4 separate regions of the Sus scrofa genome follow, and regions 2, 3 and 4 are each linked to region 1. Evidence: chromatin contacts called from public HiChIP or PLAC-seq data. All regions are on one chromosome and are shown on one strand. The core of a region is the stretch at or near the end of the contact, and the rest is flanking DNA. Distances in the headings are between cores, read along the strand shown.

Evidence for each region. HiChIP or PLAC-seq counts read pairs in DNA pulled down with a chosen protein or histone mark.
Region 2: an H3K27ac HiChIP or PLAC-seq map of alveolar macrophages shows a contact between it and region 1. The contact joins the promoter of TRIM8 here to the promoter of LDB1 in region 1. A contact is called at or near these places in 1 of 5 promoter capture datasets (liver) and 1 of 2 datasets of contacts at active chromatin or transcription factors (alveolar macrophages).
Region 3: a contact with region 1 is called in an H3K27ac HiChIP or PLAC-seq map of alveolar macrophages. The contact joins the promoter of LOC102167427 here to the promoter of LDB1 in region 1. A contact is called at or near these places in 2 of 5 promoter capture datasets (fetal liver and fetal skeletal muscle) and 1 of 2 datasets of contacts at active chromatin or transcription factors (alveolar macrophages).
Region 4: an H3K27ac HiChIP or PLAC-seq map of alveolar macrophages shows a contact between it and region 1. The contact joins the promoter of NPM3 here to the promoter of LDB1 in region 1. A contact is called at or near these places in 1 of 5 promoter capture datasets (fetal liver) and 1 of 2 datasets of contacts at active chromatin or transcription factors (alveolar macrophages).

The regions. Positions count from the first base shown.
Region 1 is chr14:113,125,158-113,127,727 of Sscrofa11.1, forward strand. LDB1 (LIM domain binding 1) reads right to left here and starts at 1,298. Exons shown (of 11, transcript NM_001078685.1): 1 at 1,273-1,298.
Region 2 is chr14:113,636,164-113,638,733 of Sscrofa11.1, forward strand. It overlaps TRIM8 (probable E3 ubiquitin-protein ligase TRIM8), which reads left to right and starts at 1,274. Exons shown (of 6, transcript XM_001928904.7): 1 at 1,274-2,570. The coding sequence starts at 2,313.
Region 3 is chr14:113,462,641-113,465,210 of Sscrofa11.1, forward strand. It overlaps LOC102167427, which reads right to left and starts at 1,270. Exons shown (of 3, transcript XM_021072752.1): 1 at 1,005-1,270. The region is part of intron 1 of MFSD13A (transmembrane protein 180); the gene reads left to right.
Region 4 is chr14:112,820,959-112,823,528 of Sscrofa11.1, forward strand. It overlaps NPM3 (nucleoplasmin-3), which reads right to left and starts at 1,286. Exons shown (of 6, transcript XM_003359343.4): 1 at 258-1,286. The coding sequence starts at 375. MGEA5 (protein O-GlcNAcase) reads right to left here. Exons shown (of 16, transcript XM_003483548.4): 16 at 1,536-2,570.

The sequences.
Region 1 (2,570 bases), core at 48-2,547:
CTCTTCTCTCTCCTCCTCTCCCCCACCCTCTGCAGCAGGAGCCAGGGGTTCCCACACCCGGATATTCCAGGATCCTCAGGCTCTACTAGCCCTCCCTCTGGGCCCCATGCCCCTTAAATGTCAGCCTCAGCAGGCACTTTAAGTGTGTGCCCAGCCCAGCCCAGCTTGGCCTGGGTCACATGATTTTCAAGGAAGCTTTCAGGCTGGCAGCTTCCCTTGGGGATTGTGTGTTTGGCAGGGGGTGTCCAGTTGTGGGGTATGGGCCTCCCAGAGAACAGGGCATGTGGAGGGGCAAGGATCCAAACCAGGAACACCTGACTTTCAAAAGAAAGCCAATTCCTGCCTGGGACAGGACAGGAGGAGGTTCTGCTGATAATTCAAGAACCAAGAGTCCTGGAGATGGGTATAAACCATGCTCTGAGGCCCTCTGAAGACTACCTCTCCTGTCACATGGCCCCTCTCTTTCCTCCTGGCAGAGGCTCCTGCTAGAGCCTTCTTCCTCCCCAGGAAAGAACTCAGACCCAGGCTACTACTGGCAAGAACTGATGTGTTTTTGAGGAGGCAGGGATCCTAACCTAACTAAGCCCTCTCTCTGGGGTCAAGCATTGCTCCCCTCAACTCTGACAAGTCACTCTATTTCCCAGCCTGCCTGGGGCGGCCACATCCCCCCTCCCACTAGGGCGGAGATGCCAGACCCGAGGGCCCAATTATCTGCCCCACCCCCCCCAACCTCCTATCCCCGAGGAGGGCCAACCTTCCCTAGCAACAGGCAGGATAATTTGGAGGGGGGCAAGATGGCCCCCAATCAATCCCTCCTCCCAAACACGGAGTTCAGAAACAGCCTGGAGGGAGGTGTCACAGAATGTGTAAGAGGGAATAGGCAGCAAGGAAGGTGGGGGCAACCCAAACCAGCCAATCACAACTCTATGATGACCTGAGGGGGGGGTCAAAAGTCCAGACTCACTTCTGATTGGCTAACACCCTGGAATTCTGGGAATTTCAGCCCCCCAAACCCATCCCCAATTAGCCTCCCCCCAAAAAAACACACACAACCTATCCCCAGCACCTCTTCCCCGTGCCTCTGGGCTGCTGCGCATTTACACAGTTGAGGAAAACCCTCCCCTCACCGAGGCCCCACACACCCCACACAGCCCCCGGCCACCGCCATGCCATCGACGCCCCCCCCCCCACAAGTTCTCGCCAAACAAGGGGTGAGGGATCGGCTGGGAAGGTTCGGGAGGGAGGGGCCGGGCGGCCGCGCGCCCCACTCACCAGGACAGGCACAGCCCACTGACATCTTCACATCGCCCGCCGCTGGGGGCCCAGCCGAGTCACGGTGCCCGCCCCGCACAGGGACAGGCCGGGCATGAGCCGCCGCCGCCGCCCGCGGCCCTCGCTGCCCTCGCGGCCGGCCCGGCCCGGCCTCGGCCCGGTGCGGGCGTCCCCTGGCTGCAGCTAGGGGCCTGTCAGGCACAGAGCAGACAGGAAGGAAATCAGGCAGGAAGGCGAACTGCCTCTGCGTGTGTGCGCGCGGGTGTGCGTCCCCGGAGTGTGTGTCCGTGTGTGCGCGTGTGCGTGTGCGTGTCTGTGCGCTCCCGCCGCCCTTCCTGCCGCCGCCGCCGCTCGCCCCCCTCTCGCTCTCGCGCTCCCTCTCGTTCTCCCTCTAGCTCTCGTAGGCGCCCGCTCTCCAGCCCCCGTTGGGCTGGGCCGGGCTTTATTAATATGCTAATTGCCTGCTAGTGGGAGGGGAGAGCCATGTCAAAGTGACCCAGGCGGGCGCGCTGCAAGCGGCGACGTGCGTGCGCCGCGCGGCGGGCGGGCGGCGAGAGGCCGGCAGCGTTCTGGGCTCGGCATGCATGTGACGCAGCTTTTATAAAAGGAGACCGAGGCAGCGACCCCGAGGCGGAGAGGGCGGGCGAGGGGGGAGGAAAGGAGGCGAAGCCTCACGCAGTGTGTCTGTCCTCCGGCCGCCGCCGAGTTGGGAGCGTGGAGGAGCCGGAGCGGGAGCCGGGGCTAGGGAAGGCGGAGCCAGGGTGAGCTGTGAGGTGTAGCTCTCTCTCCACCCCCGGCCGCGCTCAGGGAGGGAAACCGGACTGCCGACCCCCAGCCCCTGCTCTCTGCTGAAAGCCGAATACTTATTCTGGAGGCCCCTGGTTCTACGCCCCTGTCCCTACCTGGGTGGGGAAAGCAGCGCTACCTTAATTCTTGTAGCCACCCTTGGCGCATCTCCCCTCTAAATTAACTGCCCCTCCCTTGCCTGCTAAACCAGTTGGGACTGCAGCTAAAAGGGTTAATTAGGCGAGATCCCGCCTAAGAGCCTGAGAAATGCGTTTTGCAGGCGGCGGGGGGTTGGGGGGAGCAGAATGACCGCCAGGTTGGGCTGGGGAGGGGGGACTCCGCAGGCCATCCTTCCTCCGAGCAGACTCTGACTCATCAGTCAAGACGCTCTCCTCCCTCCCCCTTTTTCCATCCAGTCTTGGCCTCCCTCTCCCGGCCTCCCCCCTCCTCTGGAAGCTGCTTTCCTTGAGGGCCTCGAAGACTGGGGAGAACAGGAAATATACCCCTCCAGT
Region 2 (2,570 bases), core at 24-2,523, 510 kb after region 1:
CCCCCTTGCAGAGTAGCGGGACCGGCCTTGATGTAGGGACACCACCCTCCTCTTTCCGCCCTAGCTCGGGAGTCCGGCTCACCGTAACCCCCTGCCCGCTCGCGTCCCCACCCTGCCAGCAGCACTTTGCTGCGAGCCCATTGTATCCTCCCCATCTCCGGGCTCATGCTCCGAGGCTGGGCCGTGGAGGGAAGATCGGGGACCTCTGTGCACCCCTCCAGCCAGTCCAGCGAGTCGGGGCCCCTCCCCCGCTTGCCCTCCTCGCAACAGCGAGATAGCGGCGAGGGCGCCCTTCCCTCGCGTCTAAGGCGGAGAGGGCCGACTGGCGGGCAGCAGGGACGCACAGCTCCCCCCTCCCCAGCCCCAGCGGCGAACCCCACCCCCCCCGTCCCCTTCCTGGGAGAAGGAGAGCCCAAGCCCGAGCGAGCCGAGGCAGGAAAAGGCAGCTGTGGACTGCCTGGCCCGCAGATCATTTTTATTATCGAGATTATTATTAAAAGGGGGCAGGGAGCCCAGGATGCGGGGGAAGGGGCTAGAGACGCAGCTATTTTTATTAAACAGATTAGTCCTGAAATAATAATAATACGCGCAAGATGGCTGAAGGTGGCTGTGATGAGAATGTTGGGGTTTTTTTTCCCTTTTTTTTTTTTTTTTTTTTTTTTTTTGATCTGAGGATAAAGCTCTGAGTCGACAGCCGCTGCGGAGACCCTGCCCGGAGTGCCCTGCCCCCAGCTGAGAAGCAGCGGGAGGACAAACGACCCACCGACGGAGCGACCGGCGCGGGCCCGCCCCGGACGCGTCGCCTGGGCAGCAGCTGGGGGCCGCGGGCGCTTGCCTTTCTGCCGACTTCTTCCAATTCTAATCTTTTTATATTTTTTGGAAAGAACCGGGGTGGGTGGAGCAGAGGTGGAGAGAAATCGGGACTTGGCATTTTCTCCCCTCTCTCCTAATTTGAGGGAGCTGCCAGCCCCTCCGCTTAAAAAAAAAAAAAAAAATCCCACCGAAAAAAAGAGAGCGAGAGATAGAAAGAACGCTGCAGGACCCTCCAGCAAGCGCGCTCGGACCTCTGGCCGCCACCGCGGCGGCCGCCGGGAGCCCAAGATGGCTGGGCGCTGAGGGAGGTAGCCCGGCCCGGCTGGCTCGGCCCGGCCCCGCCGCAGCAGGCTGGCTCCGACCGCAGCCCGGAGCCTTCCAGGCCGGAGCAGAGGCCGAGAAGAAAAGAAAGTGGGGGGAGGGGGGCCGAGGTGGCGAAGGGGGAGGGCCGGGCGGGGGGGAGGGGAGGGCCGGGAGCTGAGCCTCCTGTTCATTAGCAGTTGAGAAAAATTCCTTTCTAGTTTGATCAATCCTTGTTTTCCTCGGCAGAGCCGGGGCGCCCGCCCAGCGCGGAGACCGAGAGCGGGGTCTCTCCGCGGCGGGGGCGCCCGGCGCCGGGCCTCGGGGGAGCGCAGAAGTAGCGACGAGGGGGTCAGTCCGGAGCACAGCCGGGGCTTCTCCTCCCTCCCTTTCTGGTTGGCTTTTTTTTTTTTTTTTTTTTTTTTTCCACTTCTCTCCCTCCCCCTTCCGTTTCTATTTGTGAAGGGAGGAGGAAGGCAGAGGCGGGCTGGTGTCTCTGGCCGGGGACTGGAATTTCATCTGAATGACTGCCCCTGCGCGCACGCAGCGCCCCGGAGTCGGCCCGCCTGCGCCCCGCAGCCTGCACCCGCAGACGGACGGCCGGCCCAGGGGCGCCCGCGCTGCGACCCGGGGACCCGCTCGCTTTGCCCGCCCAGTCCGGATCTAGCAGTTCTCCGCGCGGCCGCACTCGCTTCCCCGGCCTCTCGGACCCCGGTCGAGGCGAGGGAGGCGCGGCGCCGGCGAGCCAGGAGGGAGCCACCATTGCCGCCGCCGCCCCCGTCGCTGGAGAAAGTGTGCGGCTCCCGGGCTCTGTCCGCCTTGGGGCGCGCCCCAATGTCAGCCGTGGGGCCGAGCGCAGGCCGCGGGCCGCCGCTGCCCTAGCCGTACCGACCCGGAGGCGGCCTCTTATATGGAATTTGGACCCCGGCGCTCCCCTCCAGGGCTGGTGCCCCGGCCGCGGCCCTGGCGCAGTCCGCTGCCTCCCGCTAGGCGCTCGGGAGGAGGAGGAGACGCAGCCGGCTGCGCGCGCGGCTTGAGGACCGAGGCTCCTTCCTCTGGGGGGCGGGCGCGCGGAAGGCGCTGGTGACTGAGCGACTGTCGGGGCCGCCTGGGGCTGGAGCTCGGGGCTCGGTGGGCCTAGAGCTGCACTGGAAGGACCTCCAGGGTTGGGTAGTTGGGGAGAGCTGCCCGCAGCCGCCATGGCGGAGAATTGGAAGAACTGCTTCGAGGAGGAGCTCATTTGCCCCATCTGCCTGCATGTCTTCGTGGAGCCGGTGCAATTGCCGTGCAAACACAACTTCTGTCGGGGCTGCATTGGCGAGGCGTGGGCCAAGGACAGCGGCCTGGTGCGCTGCCCCGAGTGCAACCAGGCTTACAACCAGAAGCCCGGCCTGGAGAAGAACCTGAAGCTCACTAACATCGTGGAGAAGTTCAACGCCCTGCACGTGGAGAAGCCG
Region 3 (2,570 bases), core at 20-2,519, 340 kb after region 1:
GCCCTTGGGGCTCCCTAGGAACTGGTTAAACAGACTTTAGTGCCTGGTCACCTGGGCTCTTGTATTGGACTATTTGCTGTGGGTGGGCCCTTTGCCAGGCTATCAGGAAGGAGAAAGAGAATATTCCTGTTGACAAAACTCTTACACACCTATTTCTCATTTAATGCCCACAAAACCCCTCTAAGAAGTAAAACAGAGGCTCACAAAAGAGGGTCCCCTTACAAAGAATTGGTGGAGCTAGGGAACTGAGTGCCAGGTTCCTCAGCAGCCAAAGGCCATGCTCACCGCCCCATATCCCAGGGTACGGAAACAGCAGACAGGTCTGGAGTGTGTGCTGTTTGCCTCGAAATCTGAGGAGGCTTACAGGCCCTTTGGGAGAAGACATGGAGCATCCCCACCAGACTAGACTGAGCCAAAAAACAAGTTTTGACTTTGGGAGCCTGGGCAGGGGTAGGAAGAGGAAAGACTCCTGTTCTGAGAGTCAGGAAATCTGGGTGCTAACTTGTCTGGGCCTCTTTTTTTTGGGGGGGGGTCTTGATTGCTGTGTGAAAGTTGTTGAATCTTTCCCAATCTCAATTTCCTCATCTGTAAAATGGGGATAATAGCACCTACCTCCCAGGAATGATGAAGTGGAGACTCACCAAGATAATGAATGCAGGGTGCTTTCATGAACGCAGGGTGCAGGGCACATAAGATCTCAGTAGCCTTGGAGTTCCTGTCATGGCGCAGTGGTTAACGAATCCAACTAGGAACCATGAGGTTGTTTGATCCCTGGCCTTGCTCAGTGGGTTAAAGATCCAGCGTTGCCGTGAGCTGTGGCATAGGTCGCAGATGAGGCTCGGATCCAGTGTTGCTGTGGCTGCGGTGTAGGCAGGTGGCTATAGCTCTGGTCGGACCCCTAGCCTGGGAACCTCCATATGCTGCGGGAGCGGCCCTAGGAAAGGCAAAAAGACAAAAAAAAAAAAAAAAAAAAAAAGCTCAGTAGCCTTATGTTTCAGTATTACCATTAATAACACGCGGAGGTTAGGCTGCTTGGTTGCTCTCTCAGGAGGCTGTGGCTTGAGCCCTGCTGCCCACAGCTCAAGCTGGGCCTGTCACGCTTGAGAGGCTCACAATCCAGCATCAGGGAGTCCCAGGTCTTGCCACTGCCATCTCCTTATCTGTCTCAGCCGTGCATCCGGTCAGACCATAAGGCTTGAAGGAAGGTGCTGGGCTCTTTTCAGTCTCTGAATTACTAGTAAGGAAAGACGGGGGAAGAGGTGCGGGGAGCTCTCAGAAAAAAAACCTTGTTGATTGGAACTGAAATGACATTAAGCCTTCGTGGAGGGGAGAGAGAGAGGGTGAGCTGGTCAGGAATTCTGGCAACCTGCTCCTTTCTCCTTAGCTCCCACATCCTTTTCGGTCCCAGAGGGCAAGGCGCCCATAACAAGCATGGCGGCGACAGCCTCGGCGCGGGCACCTGCCGAAGAGAGGGTTTCGGGAGCAGCTCAGAGCCAATCGCTGGGCAGGGGCGGAGGGAGAGGCTGGAGAAGCTCCCGGAGGCGTGCGCGCAGGCGCACTGGATGGCACCTGGCTCGCGGCAGCCGCGGAATTAGGCTTCGCTTGCCACAATTGCGGTGAGGGGCTGGCTGGCGGCCGGGTTCGGGGGCAGGAGCGGGCCGGACCGGGGGGCCAGTTAGACACAAAGGACAAACCCGAGGGGAACCGGAATGCTCTCTGCTCTGGGTGTCCTGGGGGCTGTCTGGAGTGATCCCTGGGCGTCCCTGGAGTGATCAGGTTTGGGTTGGGAGAGTGTTTGGGTCAGAGTGGGAGAAGCTTGGGTTTGAGGGATGAGGATGGAATCCTTGCAGAGAGGCTCCCTGGGGTCTGAGGTCGCAAGATGCATCAGGCATCAGGGACCCATTTCATTAACCCGTCAGGCTGTGGTTCATTTCATTAACATAATGGCTTTTATTTATTTATTTTATTTTATTTTATTTTGTCTTTTTTGCCTTTTCTAGGTCCGCTTCCGCAGCATATGGAGATTCCCAGGCTAGGGGTCGAATCGGAGCCGTAGCCACCGGCCTACACCACAGCCACAGCAACGTGGGATCCGAGCCGCGTCTGTGACCTACACCACAGCTCACAGCAACGCTGGAACCTTAACCCACTAAGCAAGGCCAGGGATCGAACCCGCAACCTCATGGTTCCTAGTCGGATTCATTAACCACTGTGCCACAACGGGAACTCCCATAATGGCTTTTAACCCTAGTAGCATGGTAGAACCAATTGGGGAGCTTTGAAAGAACACAGATGCTGGGCCACATCCCTAGAAATCCCGATTTAATTGCCTGGGTGGGGCTTGGGCCTTGGTGTTATTGAGCAGCTCCTCAGGTGATTTTAATATGCAGGCGGGCTGGCCAACCACCACCGAAAGGTTCAGCACTAGCTGCTGAATAAAGAGCTCCTGGGTTCATCCCAGACTCCTCTGTGGCTACCTATCTCTGTGAGGGGTAGGTGGTCCTGGGGTGAAGTTGCTTACCCTGTAACCTGCAAGGGGGGAGGGAAAGGGAGAAGATCCCTCCCCCAAC
Region 4 (2,570 bases), core at 36-2,535, 300 kb before region 1:
GAAGAGATATAGCACAGTGAGCATGTGGCGGCGGCTCACGTGCAGCCCAGGACTGACCTATTCACAGGCCCACTTCTCAGGTCCACGTGGAGCCCCCCCTTGCACGAAGAGGACAGGGGCCTGGCCTCCCCTTCCGCTCCAGCGGCCGCGTGCGAGGCCCCCTGAGTCCCCACCCACGTCGCGCACGCATCTGCATTTCTGTTCCCCAGCCCTGCCTGTGACCCAGTAACACCCCCAGCCCCTCCTTTTCTGAATACCGAAGAAAAAACTGTCCATAGTGACCGGGGTAGGGACTCGCAGACTGCCGGCACCCCCGGCCCGGCAGCGGCTCTCCTGATTCAAGAAACCCAAGGCAGCAGCGGCGCCGGTGGCCATGCTGCTAGTGCCGGCTGAGGCTCCGCCTCCGACACGTACAAAGCCCGAGCCTCGCGGCGGCTCCGGCCCCACCTATTAAAGGAGAAGCACTCTGGGCAGGGGGCCATTGCCCAGTTTGGCTCAGGAGCCTCAGACCTGTTGATTGAGACCGCACGGAGATGGTAACATCGCAAAACATGCACTTGGGATTCGTGTTAACGTCCTTGCTCACTTCCACGTCCAAGACTCTCAGGGAGCGGCTCCTGCCTCCATTTTCTCTAGTTCCACAACCCAACCCAAGGTGAGCTTTCGTTGGTGTATGTAAAATGTAAATTTTTCCAGTTCCCCTAGGAAAGGCGAGATATAGTGCAGCCTTTTCCTTATAATAGCAAATGTGCTCAGATTTGCCTTTCCTCCAAAGGAACTGAGGAGCCTGACAGAAGACCTAGTGTTATTCAAGCCACTCCATCCACTCCTGGATATGGTTCCTGCTCTAATTGATTTTGCAGTTCACTATCCAGAAGCAAGGCAATCTGATAGTGATTGCCTGTCTTCACTGAACTTCAAATGCTGGCTGCCTGCTGGTGCTTGCTAGCAGCTCAAGCGTGGGACTGGCAAAGGCATGCTAGTCCCAGAACATCTTTCTGCCTTGGACTCCTGTCTCATAATTTGGGCTCTGCCTCCAGCTTTCACCTTTTGACCAAACAATCAGGCACTTGTGTTCCTTACTCTGCTTGGTGGCAAGAACTCAAACTAGCTGTGTTGATTCGCACCCAGGTTATAATTTTGGCAAGAAGGTGGCTTGGCCAAGTAGTAGGCCACTTTCCTTTTACCTTGCCTTGAGGAAAATCTGGACTGATTCAATCCTTGCCCTTACTCAGTGGGTTGCCCTGAGCTGTTGTAGGTTGCAGACGTGGCTCGGATCCCACATTGCTGTGGCTGTGGCCTAGGCTGGTAGCCATAGCTCGCATTTGATCCCTAGCCTGGGAACTTCCATATGTCGAGAGGCTGAGACACTAAAAAGCAAAAAACAACAAAAAAAAAACAAGAAAAGGAAGGATCTAATTCTTAACTTGGAACAGCTATGTAGAGGAATACATGCTTGCAGGTGAGGAATGCAAGGGCAGGAGAAAAGGTAGGAGGCAAAAACAGGAAGGAGGTTTACATAGGACACCATCACACACATTCACTTCAAGTTTTATTTTGCCTCTTGCATGGTCTTCAGATAGTTTTACAGTTTGTTTTCTACAGAAACTGAGCTGTGATCTAAACAATCAATGAAATGTCATCCCAACCTTAATAAATATTCATAACCGTAGAAGATAACATAGCACTTTACAATCCTAGAGGCCTGGACATCTGTTTCATAGTTATTAGCTCTGTGACCAGAAGACCAGCCAAACTGATTATTAAAAGCCAAGATAAAGCCACAAGCAAACTTGCGAAAAATCCTGATTCCATAGGATGACTGTGGAACCCTCCAGATAAAATGCTAGAATTGTCCACTAGTGTACAAAATGTACTTAAAGAGAAAATCAAATGACATTAAGCCATTTAAAACAGTATCTTGTAGATATCTTCCCTTCATCCCAGCCCTGAAAACTACAAACTTGGTTCCAGTTGTCCAACATAGCATACCTATATCCTCCTATCAGTTGAAGGTTTTCTAACCCTGTATATGAAGAGGCCTCCTTCCTTCATCTCACCCACTCAGTGCACTCACAGGCTTTGGTTGAAAGTTACTAGGCAGCACTAAATACAATGCTTTTTAAAAACTCTCTTTCCAAAGTCCATACTGATGGGAACCTATGAAGGAAAATGTTTTAAGTTTCCTTCCCCCTTGACCTTCCCCTCTCAGCTCAAAGTTAAAACAGCTGATACAAAACTGCAGGAAAGCAATGTAACAAAATAGTTATGAACCAATGGAGAAGCCAGCCAGCCATCATAAAAAAAAAAAAAAAAATCCTGCAGAGATTACCTGCTAGCCTCATGCTCAGAACCCTTAAAAACACCAAATCTAAATTAGAATACTTGAAGCTTTCAGAACCCGTTTAAAGGAAAGACAAAAGGTAACCATAAGTCATTGGTTAAAGTGTGCTCATTCTTTTAAAAATTAGATACAAACATGCAAAAACTAAAGACTGATTTAATAAAACCAGTAGGAATAGTCTTGAAATTAAAGGACAACTGATCCGAGGGCAAATGGGATCAATTAG